Linked DNA regions of Sus scrofa: region 2 is linked to region 1. The links are chromatin contacts, called in public HiChIP or PLAC-seq maps. All regions are on one chromosome and are shown on one strand. The core of a region is the stretch at or near the end of the contact, and the rest is flanking DNA. Distances in the headings are between cores, read along the strand shown.

Region 1 (2,942 bases), core at 347-2,846:
GCTACAGCTGCTGGTCTACACCACAGCCACAGCAATGCAGGATCCAAGCCTTGATCCTTAACCCACTGAACGAGGCCAGGGATCGAACCTGCAACCTCATGGTTTCTAGTTGGATTCGTTTGCATCATACCATGATAGGAACTCCAGGAACTATTTTCCTGAGCACATCATTGTTCTTAGTCATTTCAATACTCCCTCCCCTTCTACTTCCGAGGTGTGTCTCAGCCAGAATCCCTCCCTCTTGCTCAAAATTTTAACCCTATGACCCCCGTTTCCATGATCTAACCCCAAATTCCCTCTCCATTTCACCTTGCTACTCAGTAATGCTTAATCCCGGCAGCACCTAACAATTTTCCAACTTCAGATCCTCTGCCTTTTCTGTTCTGACACCCTCATCCTGTTCTCAGATCCTTCCTTCAACATACCATCTCTTGCTCTTGGCTCTTTTCTAAGGCCACCGCTTCCCCTGCACTCCTTAACTGCTGATGCTTCTAGGAGTGGGTACAACCAGCATTCTTTTGATTCTCCTTTTGAGTAAAAATCTGTTTGGAAAGGTTTCATGCTATTCAGTTATATTTAGCCCTCTTTTTGGTTAAAGTCATCCCCGCATTCACTAAAGATTTTAGCACCTGGTAATAATAAATTCCATTATTTAATTCTTGCTTCTCACTTTCACTTCCACTACTGTATTCCATGGCTCTGTACTAGACTACTTTTTTGTCTCCTAATACTATTTAACTTAGGAACTTCATTTTACTGCCCTAACACAAGGCTCTCATAACCTTGTTTACACTGCCCTAGTCTTCAATAGTATAGAGACCTGCAATTTTATGGCTCTATCCAGTCTGCACTGGAGCTGTATTCTCACAGTTACTCTCGATTTCCTTTTGGCAATAAATCCCAAGCCCTGGGCAAAAGCTACAAACCATATTCTCTGCTTCTGCAGCCAGGTGGCTGAGTTCTGCTAGAAAAAACGTGAACCATCCACATCCACAGGAGACACTTGAACCCAGGCCTTTGGAAGGTCTTCTTCTGATTCCTCTCCCAAATTTTCTTCACTCTCTTTTGATTCCCTTGCCCATGAACTTCAACCACAAAATTGATGTCATCAAGCCATCGTCCAGAGAGTCTTCCCTCCTTCACATCTATCTGCATGCATGTTCTTGTTTCCTAACGTTTTAGTAGAAAACGGTGATTTGCCTGTAATTTACAGTTCCTTCTCCTAAATTCCTTCTGCGTTCGCCTGCAGGGCATCCCGCCTCCGCAGGGACCTTGAACCTTCATTAAAAGCCTTTCCCTATTCTTTGGCTCTTTTCTCTCAGCCTCTCACAGCTTGACAAATAAACCTAAAAACCAAGAAAATCCCTTTCTCGATCCTCTCACAGCCAAGTTTTCCCAAAGAATAGTCTGTGCTCGCTGCGTCCAACCTTTTCAGTGCCCTGCCTACGGCCTGGAAAAGGACAGAACCCAGCCAATGCTTGATAGGTCCGGAGGCTCGAAAGTACTAGGTGAGGGGAGACTGGCTTTGGGTTCTTCTTCCTGTGTCCAGATACGCCCTTCACTTTCATTCACTGCTCTTTCCTAATCTCGATCCCGCCCTCAGCCTGGGCTTCAGGACTCTCGCGAGACCTGGGGCCTCCGTTACGCGCCGCCCCGCCTGAGCAGCGCACTTCTCGCGAGGCTGAGGCAGGGCCGGGCCCGACATGGCGGAAGGTAGGGTTTTTGTGGAGCAACGCGGGAAGGCGCGGAGCTGTGGGGGCGCTGCTGGTTGGGAGAAGCAGCCCTGGGAAGGAACGGCCGGGCGTGGTCGCTTGGGCACAGCGGGTCTCGCGAGCCTTCCTCTCCAGCCTCTGCCGGGCGCCTGGGGCTGGGGTCTTGAGCGCTATTCCTATGGCAACGCCCCTCCTGGCGTCCCGGACCCCACGGGACCGCGGCGAAGTGCGGCGCAGTTCGCGAGGCCCCTTGCCGGGAATGCGTGCAGCTGCGGAGATCCTGAGGAGGGCCGCCGGGGAGAGTCCTTTGATTACGGGCGGTGCTTGGGACTGCGGGGGAAGTGACCCTTCTCCTTAGGAAATCGAAACTGCTGTCCTGGCAGGTCCCGCATCCGGAAGGGGTACATCCCTCTCCTGCGGAAGAGCTTGGGACTCTAATCGGGGTGGAGTGTGGGGGTGAGCCGGGGCTGTCACTGCCCAACGCGCCCAGCGGGCGCGCGCTGTAGACTGTGGATGTCCCAGCAGCCCGGGGATTCGGGCCGGCCGGGATTCTCTCCCCAGGCTTACAGATGTGGACGGGAGGCGGGGGTTTGCTTGGTAGAGGAATTGAACAAGGTCACACTGCTTTTAAGAGATGTGCTATATCAGCCCCCGCCTCCTTTGCCTCTCAGTCCTTTCCTTACTCGCTTTTCAGGCATTCTCTTTATGACACTGCAGGTAAAGGCAGTTCGGCTTCTCAGGTTCTGTCTCCCTTAACTTAGCAATATTGGAATCCTTTATCATGAAAGCCTTGTACAGGTTGGAGGAGAAGAGGCCCAAAGATGGGGGTAAGCTGCCAGGGACCCTAAAGCGACGGGTCGAACCAGGCTAACTTGGTTCTCCTTTTCACCCCATGACTGGAGGAAAATACTCCTTATTTGACTAAATGTTTACTGAGTGACTGTATGGTACTGTTCCACCACCTGCCTATTGGTTTTGAGCTAAGCTTTGTCTGAACCCATCTTTACTTGGATCTTAGATTTTAGGGGCATCTGACACTCTGCAGGCTTTTCTTATTTGGATTAAACTTGGCAGCAACCTTGTGAAGGAGGCCTGGTGTGGTGTGTTACTTGTACTTTCTTTTATTTATTTTTTTATGTCTGCACCCATGGCATGTGGAAGTTCCCAGGCCAGGGATTGAATCTGAGCAGCAGCTGTGACCTGTGTCACAGCCGCAGCATCGGCACATCC
Region 2 (2,902 bases), core at 210-2,709, 100 kb before region 1:
CAATGAGCGAGGCCAGGGATCGAACCCTCAACCTCCTGGTTCCTAGTTGGATTCGTTTCCGCTGAGCCACGACAGGAACACCAGTAAATTCTTTTTATTATTATTTTTTTTAGGGCCACACCTGCGGCATATGGAAGTTCCCAGGCTAGGGGTTGAATTGGAGTTTTACAGCTGCTGGCCTACACCACAGCCACAGCAACTCTGGATCTGAGCTGTGTTTGTGACCTACACCACAGCTCATGACAACTCCAGATCCTCAACCCACTGAGCGAGGCCAGGGATCAAACCCACATCCTCATGGTTACTGGCTGGATTTGTTTCCACTGCACCACAACAGGAACTCCTATTATTATTATTATTATTAACTTTTTTTTAAGCCTCCTGGTGGCATGTAGAAGTTCTCAGGCCTGGATCGAACCTGAGCAATAGCAGTGACATTGCCAAATCCTTAACCACTAGGCCACAAGGGAACTCCCTATTATTAACCATTTCAGAGATTAAAGTAAAATTGATTTATAATATTGCGTTAATTTCCAGTGGACAGCAAAGTGATTCTGTTAAGAATATTCAAGAAGGAGCTCCTGTTGTGGTTCAGCGGTAACGAACCCGACTAGTATGCATGAGGACAGTGGTTTGATCCCTTGCCTTGCTCAGTGGATTAAGGATCTGGCATGGCCCTGAGCTGCAGTGTAGGCTGCAGACACAGCTCGGATCTGGCATTGGGGCTGCGGTGTAGGCCGGTAGCCTCAGCTCCAATTCGACCCCTAGCCTGGGAACTTCCATGTGCCTGAGTGTGGTTCTAAAAAGACAAAAAAAAAAAAAAAAAGAATATTAAAGAACATTTTTTAGATTCTTCTCCATTATAAGTTATTACAAGATATTGAATATATTTCCCTGTGCTATACAGTAGGTCCTTGTTGTTTGTCTATTTTATATGCAGTAATGTGTATTTGTTAATCCCATACTCCTAATTTATCTCGCGCCAACCTCCCCTAGTAAGTTCTGATCAGGGTAGTTTGAGGTGCCCATGGGACACTTGCCCACCTCCTGGCCTTATCTGAACCTGGCTCTCTGCTAAGGACTCAGGTTCCTCAGCCCTCTCAAGAGAAGGATGTCTTCTCTCACATTTCATAGATCTCGGGGCCAGCAGGCTTCACAGAGTCACCCGGTTCCTCACTGCTGCTTCCCAACCTTTCTTCTCCTTTTTCTTCCCAAACTCTAGCTCTTTGAGGTCAATGCCACCCACTGTAGCATTTATTATTCTCTTAATTGCTATTATCCTTGGACCCATTCATCGGTGACTTTGCCTCCTGGTTCACAGCCTTTCCCCTCACCCCTACTCCAACGCTCATCCTGGGGAACTTAGTCACCCACATGGATGACCTAGCCAGTACTCTTGTCACCTCCTTGACCTCCTCTCTGCCCCTCCCCACCAGCCTCTCTCATGTTCACAGGGAAACAGCTCACCACCCATAACCTTACTTCAACTGAATTCTGAATTTCAAGCCACCCACCCTGACCACCACTTCCTACCCTTCTAGCCCATTTGCTTCAGTGACCACACCACACAGTTTTCAACCTCATCAAGACCTCATTATTTGAATCACTTTTACAGTATTCATCATCTCCTTTCTGTTTTCATTTCCTTCTTTTTGGCTGCCTACAGCAATGAGGGATCTGAGCCTCTTCTGTGACCTACACCACAGCTCACAGCAACCCCGGATCCTTAACCCACTGAGCTGAGGCCAGGGATTGAACCCAAGTCCTCATGGATACCAGTCGGATTCTTAACCTGCTGAGCCATGACGGGAACTCTGATTTCTTTCTTTACTCATGTTAGAGAAGAGTCCATTACTATAGGCACTCTCTTCACATGCCCTCAACAAACTTGCCTGCCTATTTCCATCTCAAACTCCATTCACTTAACTGGCTAGCTCCTAACTGTCAATGTACCCCAACTCCCAGACTTTTTCATGCCTGAACCTTAGCACCCGAACATTACCCACTCACCCCCCAAAATTACTCATCTGGACCTACGGGTTCCATTTTCAGTTCATGACCACAAACCTCAAATAAGCACTCAACACGAAGATCTCTATTTTTCCATCTTGCATTCAGCCTGCAACCCACTTTGCTCTGCCTGCTGTCAATGTCACTCCTTTAAAACTCTCCTATCAATGTCAAAACAGCTTTCTAGTTTCAAAATTCAATGCATGGGTCTGGGGGAGTATGAAGGGAATCAAAAGGTACAAACTTCCAGTTGTAAAATAAGTCACGGGGGGAATTTCCTGTCGTGGCGCAGCGGAAACGAATCCAACTAGGAACCATGGTTGCTGGTTCGATCCCTGGCCTTGATCAGTGGGTTAAGAATCTGGCATTGCTGTGAGCTGTGGTGTAGGTTGCAGACGTGGCTTGGATCTGCTGTTGCTATGGCTGTGGCTTTGGCCAGTGACTGTAGCTCCGATTCGACCCCTAGCCTGGGAACCTCCATATGCCATGGGTGCGGCCCTAAATAGGCAAAAGACAAAATAATAGTAGTAATAATAATAATACTGTATTGCATACTTGAAAGTTACTGAGAGAATAAATCTTAAAAGTTTTCACAATAAGAAGAAAAATGTTTTGTTAACTATGCGTGGCGATGGCCGGTAACTTGACTTATTGTGGGAATCTTGGTGTATTCACATATTGAATCACTATGCTGTACAAGTGAAATTAATATGTCATTTATACCTCAATAAAAAATTCTAAAAGCAGAGCAGAACACATAGATCATAGATATTTCTCTGAATAGAACAGTATTAATACTGGGACCACCTGCAGGTTAATGCTGGAAATTGCTTCATGGAACATTTTCCTAAAAGATTCAGAAGGCAAAGTGCACAGACATCAGGTGTGAAAT

The links. HiChIP or PLAC-seq counts read pairs in DNA pulled down with a chosen protein or histone mark.
Region 2: a contact with region 1 is called in an H3K27ac HiChIP or PLAC-seq map of alveolar macrophages. The contact joins the enhancer-like site here to the promoter of ANKFY1 in region 1. A contact is called at or near these places in 1 of 5 promoter capture datasets (liver), 3 of 47 Hi-C or Micro-C datasets (heart right ventricle, liver and skeletal muscle) and 2 of 2 datasets of contacts at active chromatin or transcription factors (alveolar macrophages and skeletal muscle).

Annotation. Positions count from the first base shown.
Region 1 is chr12:50,250,515-50,253,456 of Sscrofa11.1, reverse strand. It overlaps ANKFY1 (rabankyrin-5), which reads left to right and starts at 1,596. Exons shown (of 25, transcript XM_013981229.2): 1 at 1,596-1,713. The coding sequence starts at 1,704.
Region 2 is chr12:50,351,843-50,354,744 of Sscrofa11.1, reverse strand. The region is part of intron 1 of UBE2G1 (ubiquitin-conjugating enzyme E2 G1); the gene reads left to right. Among named protein-coding and RNA genes, the nearest start is that of UBE2G1, 15 kb to the left of the region's middle. Within about 2 kb of position 1,459, at least 2 of the 83 cell types and tissues checked have an H3K27ac peak or open chromatin away from gene starts, as enhancers often do. A contact at or near this core is called in alveolar macrophages, where this site is marked.